Linked DNA regions of Danio rerio: region 2 is linked to region 1. The links are chromatin contacts, called in public Micro-C maps. All regions are on one chromosome and are shown on one strand. The core of a region is the stretch at or near the end of the contact, and the rest is flanking DNA. Distances in the headings are between cores, read along the strand shown. Region 1 holds the start of nedd4l (NEDD4 like E3 ubiquitin protein ligase). Region 2 overlaps prlra (prolactin receptor a).

The links. Hi-C and Micro-C count contacts between places; a contact is called where the count stands out from the background.
Region 2: a Micro-C map of caudal fin shows a contact between it and region 1, with 2.5 times the contacts expected there. The contact joins the enhancer-like site here to the promoter of nedd4l in region 1. A contact is called at or near these places in 2 of 18 Hi-C or Micro-C datasets (caudal fin and an unstated tissue).

Annotation. Positions count from the first base shown.
Region 1 is chr21:12,417,888-12,423,620 of GRCz12tu, reverse strand. It overlaps nedd4l (NEDD4 like E3 ubiquitin protein ligase), which reads left to right and starts at 2,970. Exons shown (of 31, transcript XM_682997.8): 1 at 2,970-3,285. The coding sequence starts at 3,241.
Region 2 is chr21:12,480,134-12,485,866 of GRCz12tu, reverse strand. It overlaps prlra (prolactin receptor a), which reads right to left. Exons shown (of 9, transcript NM_001431060.1): 5 at 5,674-5,733; 6 at 578-719. Among named protein-coding and RNA genes, the nearest start is that of agxt2, 22 kb to the left of the region's middle. Within about 2 kb of position 3,081, at least 3 of the 62 cell types and tissues checked have an H3K27ac peak or open chromatin away from gene starts, as enhancers often do.

The DNA.
Region 1 (5,733 bases), core at 1,721-4,220:
TATTAAAGTACATACATGGTTGACGATGAATATAGGTTTTATGCATTTATTATTTTTTAATAATGTTAAATAACACCCACTAGTTTGTTTTTAGTTAATAAATTTAATCTAATTTTGTTTTATTTTGAGGGGATAGTGGGGAAAAAAATAGGACACTCTGTAGATGTTCCTATATTACTTTGTATGGTCTTGTTAAATATCAATAAAGATAAATAAATAAAAAATAGGGGCGACATGGTGGCGCACTTTTGCCTTACAGCAAGAAGCTGGTTTGAGTCCCGGGCCAGTAGGCATTTCTGTGTTGAATTTGCATGTTCTCCCAGTGTTTGCGTCAGTTTCCCCCTGGTGCTCTGGTTTCCCCTACATCGGTACAGGAGAACTGAATAAATGAAACTGCCATAGTGTATGAGTGTGTGTGGGTCTTTCCCAAAAGGGACTAAGTTGAAGCAAAATGAATGAATAAAATAAAATAAAATAAAATAAAATAAAATAAAATAAAATAAAATAAAATAAAATAAAATTAAATTAAACTAAATTAAATTAAATTAAATTAAATTAAATACATGCACTAAAATGGAAAAACAAAACATAGCAAAAAATTTGTCAGAATTATTTTGAACAGTAATCATTTAAATGACATATTAAAAGTTTTAAATTATTCTAAACATGCACAAGGAAATTTTTTGGGGGCTATATAACCTAATCTTGTTATAACCTACCGAATGACATTGTTGTCTGTAAAAAATGATTTAAAATGAAAAAAATTATAGTTATTGTTTTTTCTTCAGTTTAAAATGACATTAAACAGGACACATTGAAATGTACAATAATAGCAACTTACATTGTATTAATTATAAAATCTATAAAAAAATAAAATATTATTAAATGTTACAAAAAATCTATTAAATGTTGAAAATTACTATTAACCATTTATATATATATATATATATATATATATATATATATATATATATATATATATATATATATTTATCCAGCAAGTTTTTACGCAGCTGATGCCCTTCCAGCCGCAACCCATCTCTGGGAAACATCCACACACACATTCACACACACACTCATACGCTATGGACAATTTAGCCTACCCAATTCACCTGTACCGCACGTCTTTGGCCTGTGGGGGAAACCGCAGCACCCGGAGGAAACCCACGCGAAGGCAGGGAGAACATGCAAACTCCACACAGAAACGCCAACTGAGCCGAGGTTCGACCCAGCGACCTTCTTGCTGTGAGGCGACAGCACTACCTACAGCGTCACTGCCTCGCCTATAAAAACCTCATATTTCCCTCACAAGTCCAAAGGTATGTGGTACAGGTAAATTGGGTAAAAAAATTCTGTAGTGTATGTGTGTGAATATGTGTATACATGAGTGTATGGGTGTTTCCCAGTGATGGGTTGCAGCTGGAAGGGCATCCGCTGCAAAAACGTATGCTGGATAAGCTGGCGGTTCATTCCACTGTGGCGATTCCTGATTAATAAAGGGACTAAGCCGGAAAGAAAATGAATGAATGCATGAATGAATGTATTCAGGTTATAATTATAAACAATCGATATTCTAAATAGTTTTATAAAAGCTCTTTTCCCACACAACAGCAGCAACATTCATAATAATAATAATAATAAAAATTTAAAAATTTAAAATAATAATACTAATAATAGTTTTTAATTATTTATTCATTTTATGTTAGGCTTAGTTCCTTTAATAATCAGGGGTCGCCCCAGCGGAATAAATCACCTTTTATGATTATTACAATTATAACAATAATTGTTATTATTATTCATTCATTCATTTTCTTTTTGGCGTAGTCCCTTTGTTAATCAGGGGTTGCCAGACCAGAATGAACCGCTTATTATAATTTTTATAATAATAAATAAATAAATAAATAAATAAATAAATAAATAAATAAATAAATAAATAAATAAATAATAATAATAATAATAATAATAATAATAATAATAATAATAATTATTATTATTATTATTATTATTATCGTTATTATTATTATTATTATTATTATTATTATTATTATTATTATTATCATTATTATTATTATACACCTGGATTTTTCTTAATTATTCAAATAAAGGCATGCCATTTTATGTTTATGGTTTCCCAGTGTTGTGTTGCAGCTGGAAGGCCATCCGCTGCGTTAACTATGTGCTGCATAAGTTGGTGGTTCATTCCACTGTGGCGAGCTCTGATTACCAAGCCAAAAAGAAAATGAATGAATGAATGGATTTTCTATATCACTTTATATTAGGCAACTTGAACGAACATTTATGTTTTGCCTTTGGGCAAAATTTGTTAGACTGTCTGACCCCCAAAAAGGCCTTCTTTCACAAACTTTTACCTCAAAATGTCTTAGTTTGATCCTCAAGTTCAGTTTAGTCTGTTAGGCATCACTTAAAGTCACGAGCAACAAAAGACCAGTAGCCTATAAACCAGCAGAAAACATCTTTTAGTTCCGTTCCTGTAGGCTATTTCACATGTACAATGACTCATGATACATAGCGATTGGACTTTGCCCAGTTTTGGATGTTAATCATAAATAAATGATCATGTTTTGACAGTGTCGCTTTTTAACTCTAGAGGGTGCAAGAACACTGCTAATATGAGTCCACTTAAACGGCTTTAAGATTCAAGAAGATTATCAATGGATCTTTATATTACTTAAGCAACAATAAATCATATACTTACATAATACACACACTCAGCTCCACTTATCAACATACGACATAGTTCAATGCCAATCTCATATCAGTCCTATATTGAGATGTAGGAAACTACCCATCCCTGATTACTCCACAAAAGTGTAACAACATAGCCCCGCCTACCGTCGACGCTAATTGGTTATTCCATCCTTCTTGAGTTTCGGAAAAGCTTGTGATTGGCGTAATATGTTGTCAATCATTTCAGCTGGGAGTGTTTCGGATCCTGAGAGGAAGTGAATGATTCGCGTTTGCACTTGACGAGGGGAAATCATATTGTTGGGGGAAATTAAGCGTGTATCCACCTAAATTCCGCCGTTAAATGAGATTAAACTGGCGGACGTACATCTTTAGGCACGATATGGTTTAAAAGGATAACCGTTTTTGGAGTCAGACTTCGTTGCTTTGGATTAACTTGGAGGTGGAGGAGGACACACTTTGCTATTGTTCCAGCTTTCACACTAGTGTGTGTGTGTTTTTGTGTATGTGTGTGTTAAATTGCCTTTTGGCTTTATGGCTACGAATTTTGAACCCATTTATGGACTTTCAGAGGATGAAGTAAGTACTGTTTTTTCAAACCACACCACCTTTAAGACACAGACATGTCTTCCACCATATTAATACTGTATGTTTATCATTTTTTCATAACCCATGTTGTGTGTTCCAGTATGACAGATGAGAGGGATACATTTTATAAAGCCTAATGTAATTTCATTGTTATAAATATTACAAATAAGAGGTTAGTAATTGTATCAAGCTCATCAGTTTTGTTATTCCCACATTTCCCTAAATTCCAGTGTTAGGTAATCAAGAACTGTCAGTTTCATTAAGCATAATATAATAATTGAATTATTCAAGTATACATATCAAAGTTAGCAAGTTTTCGAAGTCAACACAGACTTTTGCTTCACACATTTACATAACATTCAATGTAAAATCAAGTGTTCTATCCAGTTAAACTGTTATCAAATCCCTTTTAATACAAGTTACAGTCTGGTAATGTGCTGATTTTTATGATGGCACACTAAACTTTGTGCTGTATTGTAATTGAAATGTTTTGTTTGTTATGTTATTTTCTTTAATTATTGACCATGACACTCCAATTGACGGATTTTTAGATGTGTTTGTTTCTCCCTTAGGAAAGGTAATGTATTTAAAGCACATTTATAGTTTTATAATTACCTCGAATAAGCCAAATAAGAATGCATTATCATGATTTATGTCTAGTGACCAGGTGAAACCAGCGTTGCAGTGTTTCTTGTGATATTACAGCAGATTACGTACTGAAGAAACCACAAAACCCATGTTGTTTATCATAACATTAAGAGCCCTGGTGTAACCCCTGAAAATTCAGGTCAGCTGTCTTGAGAGTGGCCTTAGGAAGCAGGTGTTTGTGAATCATTTGGATCTATGTTGGTGCCTTTTAAAAATATTAAGGAATTGCTGTTTATTTTAGCTGGCACACTGGATCTATCTTGTAGTTTTCAATGCTAATGGTGATATGGTTCAAGGCTGCAAATTGTTAGGTGTAAATATCAGTGCAGTTATGTTGGCTTTGACATTTGAGTCCAAAGGAGAGAGTTCTGAGTCATGTACAAGTGTACACATAAGTTGCCAGCCTCCTATTTAACTCTGCATCGCATTAAACATTGTTCATAGATGTAAACACGAGTGCAATTATGTTGGCTTTGATATTTGAGTCCAATGGAGAGGGAACTGAGTTATGTACAACTGTTCCTACAAGTTGACAGCCTCATATTTAACTCCGTATCGCATTAAACATTGTTCATTGATGAAGTCACGAGTACAGTTATGTTGATTTTGATATTTAAGTCCAAAGGAGAAACCTGAGTCATGTACTTAAAAATACAAGTCGTGAGTCTGTACGTACAAGTTGCAAGTCTACTATTTAAATCCTATCATTTTAAACGTTGACGTAAAATAGGCATGGGATGATAACCGTTTTTTAAGGTATATTGTGGTTTGGAAAAGTCAAGGTTTTAAAACAGTCAACATTTTCTGCTATACCGTTTCTAAGGTATGTGTAAGATTTTTTATTTACATTTTTTTTTTCAGCTTTTTAGGAAAGCAGTATCGCCAGCAGAAAAATACCCAAAGATGCTATTTTAAACTGTAAAGAAAATATTTTTTTAACTAATGAAGAAAGCAGTCTGACATGTTTGCTGCTCCAAAATATTTTAATGTTTCTCAAAAGAAAATATATTGTGTTCAAAGGGTAAAAAAGTTTTAGTTTTCTCAGCATGTCTGCGGGGTCTTAAAATGTCTTAAATTTCAAAAACTAAATGTAAGGCCTTAAAAAATTCACTGCAATATGTTGTTGTGGGTCTTAAATACATTTAATCATGTCAGAATTTTTACTAATTGTCCATGTAAAGCTATAGCCAATCAGTAAAACCAACAAATCTATCTAAAAAAAAAGAAAGTTTAACATTTATTGGCTATTTAGCAATATGGTTTAATTGTCTTCCTTACATCCTTAAATATTTGTTTAGAAGTTTTTCATGTTTTTATGCATACATTTATGTTGTGCATAAATGTTGTTCATTACAGCTTTTAAAACTTTAAGGCATTCTGATTGTCTTTAATTTAATATTGTTTATGCTACATTGCATTTGTGAAAAATATTCTGTTTTGATTTGATTTTCAGAAGACTTTTAGATTAGGCTCTCATTGTGAGTGTCGATTAAATAAATGACACTGTTTTTTTTTTTATATATAGCATTTTAAAATAATCTAGAAGTTAAAGGTGTAGTTTCCCTCAAAATAAATATCAACCTTGATTTAGACCTCAGAATTCTGAAAATATTTTATTGAACATGAGGAAACAAAATTACATTTTAAAAATTGTAATTTGTTTTGCATAAATTTTGTTAATTATAGCTTTTAAAACTATCTTTTAGAGCAGTAATCACAATACCGTGAAACAATGACATTTTTATCCAAGCTTATCATACTGTCACAATCTTATACCGGCCCATGCCTAAT
Region 2 (5,733 bases), core at 1,832-4,331, 62 kb before region 1:
GTACATAAGTACGTACATGAGTGAATGAGCATGTGAGTAAGTATATACATGAGTGAGTACGTAATTGAGTGAGTACATTATATGTGAGTGAGTACATAAGTACATACTTAGTTTTTAAGCAAGTCACTAAGTACGTGGGTGACTAAGTACAGAAGTGAATCTGCAAGTACATAAGTAAATGAGCATTTAAGTACATATGTGAGTGGGTATGTAAGCAAGTATTTGAGTGAGTACATAAGTACATACATATGTTAGTCACTTACATACAGTATGTATGTACTAAGTACAGAAGTGATTATAGAAGTACACGAGTGAATGAGCATGTAAGTGCATATGGGAGTAAGTGCGTAAGCAAATACATGAGTATGTATCTGAGTACATAAGTTAGTACATGAGTGACTACGTAAGTACATTTGTAAGTGAGTTCTTAAATATGTAAGTGAATGAGTATGTGAGTAAGTACTTACATGAGTAAGCTAGTGAGTACGTAAGTACATCAGTGATGAGCGAATGAGTACTTTTAAAGTATATACATTTTATAAGAAAATTTACTTGAAATTAACAAAAAAATTCTTACAGTTGGGCATTTTGACGTAGGTGGTTTGTGTCCATTCACTCCAGAAGCCATGATCTGGTTTACACCGCACCTGCACCATGTATTCTCTATCAGAGTGAAGGCTGAACACGTTATAGTTCTTTTGCCTTTCAGCATCATATTCCTACACAAACACAAAGCAAGCACAAGTTCGTCATTAATATGAAAGTACAGGTATTTAAGTGAGATTTTAACTCATTTTCTATTAGATAGTACATTTTACAAGTAGTATAGTAAGAGTATTTTTTTTTAGATATTTGTAAACAATAAAGCAAAATATGAATGAACAAATACCTCTGTAAAATTCAAAATAAAAAATAGGAATAAGACTGTGAAGTTTTGTAAGTGCCGATTAAAGGTGCAGTTGGTGATCTTCCACAATGCTAACAGCTTAGCATAAATCTCTGAATCACAGTCCCTCCCCTGCCGTCTAAAGCCACGCCTCCTTGAACACGAGCACAGCAAAAGAACCCTCTCTCATGTGTTAAAAGCGACTAATATATATATATATATATATATATATATATATATATATATATATATATATATATATATATATATATATATATATATATATATATATATATATATAGGGAGAGACTAGACGGAATAGCGGTATTTAATTGTGTTTTGTTGTTAAACTAATTAAAATCTACATTATTGATGCTGTAAAACACCGGTGTCAAACTCAGTTCCAAAAGGGCCGCAGCTCTGCACAGATTAGTTCCAACCCTAATTAAACACACCTTATCAAACTAATTGAGTCCTTCAGGCTTGTTTGAAACCTACAGGTAAGTGTGTTGGAGCAGGGTTGGAACTAAACTGTGCATTTACATTTACATTTACATTTAGCAGACGCTTTTATCCAAATGAGAATTTATACAAATGAGGACAAGGAAGCAATTTACACAACTAAGAGCAACAATGAATAAGTGCTATAGGCAAGTTTCAGGTCTGTAAAGTCTAAGAAGGGAAGTATTAGTAGTATTAGTATTTATTTATTTTTTTGGTACAGTTAGTGTGATATTCAGAGAGGCAATTGCAGATTAGGAAGTGAAGTGGAGACTAAATAGTTGAGTTTTTAGTCGTTTCTTGAAAGTAGCGAGTGACTTTGCTGTTCTGATGCAGCTAGGGAGTTCATTCCACCAACTGGGCAGATTGAGCGTGAGCGTTCGCGAAAGTGATTTCTTCCCTCTTTGGGATGGAACCACGAGGCGACGTTCATTCACAGAACGCAAGTTTCTGGAGGGCACATAGATCTGCAGAAGTGAGTGCAGATAAGAAGGTGCTAGGCCAGAAGTCACTTTGTAGGCAAACATCAGAGCTTTGGATTTGATGCGAGCAGCAACTGGCAGCCAGTGCAAACGGACTAGCAGCGGAGTGACATGTGCTCGTTTAGGTTCATTGAAGACCACTCGTGCTGCTGCATTCTGGAGCAGTTGAAGAGGCTTGATAGAGTTAGCTGGAAGCCCAGCTAGTAGAGAGTTGCAGTAATCCAGTTTGGAGAGAACAAGAGCTTGAACAAGGAGTTGAGCTGCATGTTCAGATAAGAAGGGTCGGATCTTTCTGATGTTATAGAGTGCGAATCTGCACGATCGAGCAGTTCTAGAAATGTGGTCAGAGAAGAGGCTTCGGCCCTCCAGGAATTGAGTTTGACAACTCTGCTGTAAAAGGTCCCTTATGAAACTGAAAATAGTCTTATCAATCTTTCATCGGAAGATTTTAGTAGCTGAACAACACTTCTGTGAAGATATAACCCATTTGTAACAACATCTAACGTTACATCAGCTTTGCGTGAAGCTAAAACAGAACATTACCTGCCTAAGAGAAATCCTTCAGACATTGTGTCATCCTTTCTCCAGCATGCAAAGGTAACTATAATATTGGTTCAGGTTTTTAAAAAGGTTTGATTCAGCAGGTTTTTACCGATCGCACGAGCGTGTGCTCTCTTTCGTGAACGCGCGGCGGTCGGCGAAGCTGCGTACAAACGTCTGCACAGTTGTTCTTATCTGCATGATTGGGCTACTTATCGGAATTCTGAGAAATGTCGGCCCGACTCAAATTAATTGGATGAACATTTTACGTTTTATGCCTTTATATATATAATAAATATAATAATAATAATATTTATAATAATATTATAAATATAATAATACATATAAATACATTTGGATCCTTTACTTTAATCATTACTATTAGACTGTGAAGAGACTTTCAACCAGCACAACAAAAAATGCTTCTGAAGACAATCACCTACTCCACCTTTAAGCATTAAAAATTAGCATCATAATTAAAATCTACAGACACAAATTGATAAAGTGTGATCTCTCTTTTAAGTTTCTTTATGCATATCCTTAACCTCAAAATTGACAGGTACATAAAAAAATGTTTTTGCTAGCCGAGTTTTAGCTTAAAGTTGTGTTATGAGTTGAGTTGAGTCATAAGTTTCAGCAATGCCTTCATCATTAGTCATGTCGTCAAGCGTGCACTCAGCCAATAGTATTGCTGTCAGGTTATATTCTGTCACTAGGCAATCATTAGCGTTCATGCCTTAGTTTCACTGAAGCACAGCCTTTGGGTAAAGAAATCTGGTTCGATCTAGTCTGTGTTGTTCTGAATAGCTGGCCTCCCTCAGGTTTCTGAACACTAATGAAGACATAAACTCAGACTGGACGGTCAATGATTAAACCGATTTGTGCAACGGCTGATTTAATGCCGGCTGTTGCTCTAAGTGCTTCTTTCCTCTAAGATCTCGGATAACGTCACAAACAAACTGATGGTTAACTGTTTTCTAGTCTGTTCTGAGTTCATGTTGAACTAAATGTTAAAATGTGTCATATTAAGAAAACAAGCAACAACAAAAAGATCTGGTAATTTTCCCGGTGACTGCTGTTTAATGTTTCTTTAAACTTTCGAGTTGCATTATGGGCTGTGAGCTCTGTTATCGCCAAAAATGTAATTCTGCAGTTCGATGTGTGTGTATATACAGTATGTGTGTGTTTATCTATTTTTGAATTAACTATTTTATGGTGACGCAGTGGTGCAGTGTAGTGCTGTCGCCACACAGCAAGAAGGTCGCTGGTTCGAGCCTCGGCTGGGTCAGTTGGTGTTTCTGTGTGGAGTTTGCATGTTCTCCCTGCGTTAGCGTGGGTTTCCTCCGGGTGCTCCGGTTTCCCCCACAGTCCAAAGACATGCGGTACAGGTGAATTGGGTAGGCTAAAATTGTCCGGAGTGTATGATAGTGAATGAGTGTGTGTGTGAATGTTTCCCAGAAATGGGTTGCGGCTGGAAGGGCATCCACTGCATAAAAACGTGCTGGATGAGTTGGCGGTTCATTCTGCTGTGACGACCCCGGATTAAAAAAGACAGACTAAGCCGAAAATAAAATAAATGAATGAATATATTTTATTCATTTTTAATAGATTATTTTTTAATTAATACTTTATAAATTAATCTTTTGAATTTGTTTCTATTAAATGTTCTTTTTTTATTTATTTATTTTAATTGATAAATTATTTGTTTATTTTTTAATTATTTATTTATTTATAAATATACTTTTTAAAAGTTTATGTATTTACTTTTATTTGTTTATTTATGAATTTATTTATTTGTTTTTAAATTAATATTTTTTTATTTGTAAATGTTTCTATATTTTTTTATTTATTATTATTTTTTAATTAATTAATTAATTGTATTTTTTAATTTGTTTATTTTTGAATTTATTTATTTATGAATTTGACTTATGACATTTATATATATATATATATATATATATATATATATATATATATATATATATATATATATATATATATATATATATATATATATATATATATATATAATCAATATTTATTTAAAATTAAAATACTGGCATTTAAATAATTTTTGTGTATAATAACAAAAAGGTGAGACATTTTCTGACTTGTTTATATTCATTTTATACAACGCAAAACTGTTTTATCCCCAAAAGTTTAGAAATCAATATTTAGTTTGATTAAACACATTAACTGTGGTCATTTAGGAACAAGTATGGATTTTTTTAATTGGGTAGATTAATATATTAATTCAGTATACATTCATTCATTTTCTTGTGGGCTTAGTCCCTTTTTTATTTACAAGGTCCCTTGTAAAGTGTCCTTGAGCTCTGGAAAGGCGCTATATAAATAAAAATTATTATTATTATTATTATTATTTTAATCCGGGGGCGCCACAGCAGAATGAACCGCCAACTTATCCAGCAAGTTTTTACGCAGCGGATGCCCTTCCAGCCGCAAACCATCTCTGGGAAACATCCACACACACATTCACACACACACACACTCATACACTATGGACAATTTAGCCTACCCAATTCACCTGTACCGCATGTCTTTGGTCTGTGGGGGAAACCGGAGCACCCGGAGGAAACCCACTCGAACGCAGGGAGAACATGCAAAGCTCGAACCAGCGACCTTCTTGCTGTAAGGCGACAGCACTACCTACTGCGCCAATGCTTCGCCCAGAGTATATATTACAATCGTAAAAAAAAAAGCAAAAATGACAAATCTTTACATTTTTCTTAAATATGCTTTTAAATATGCATTTTTCTTAAACATGTTCAGTTACTTCATCAAAAGTGACTTAATATTGTAATATATTGCTTTTAAAAAAGTAACAAGTATAAAAAAATGTATTCAACACAGTGTTGATCTAGCATAGAAGTGTTACTATTACAGCTAACTTTCAAGTTGTGCCCTCTAGGGGGGGCTAATATAAATGATGTAGTGCGAACAGGGTAAAACCCTAAAAAGTTCAAGGGATAGTTCACTAAAATTGTAAAATTCCTTCATCTACTCATTCTCCTTTTGTTCCAAATATGACTGTCTCTTTTTTTCTGTTGAGCACAAAAGAAGATATTTTGAAGAATGTTGGAAATATGTAGCCATTAACTTCTAAACCATTAACTTTTCCTACTATGGATGACATTCTTCACAATATCTTCTTTCGCGTTCAACAGAACAAAGAAGCTCTGCTTGGAAGCACTTGAGCATGAATAAATTGTAAGTAAATTTTAATCGTATTTATTTTGAACCCACCACCCATTCTTTATCCTCTTCTTGTTTAACCCGTAGCTGGTAATGCAGTGTGATCCATCC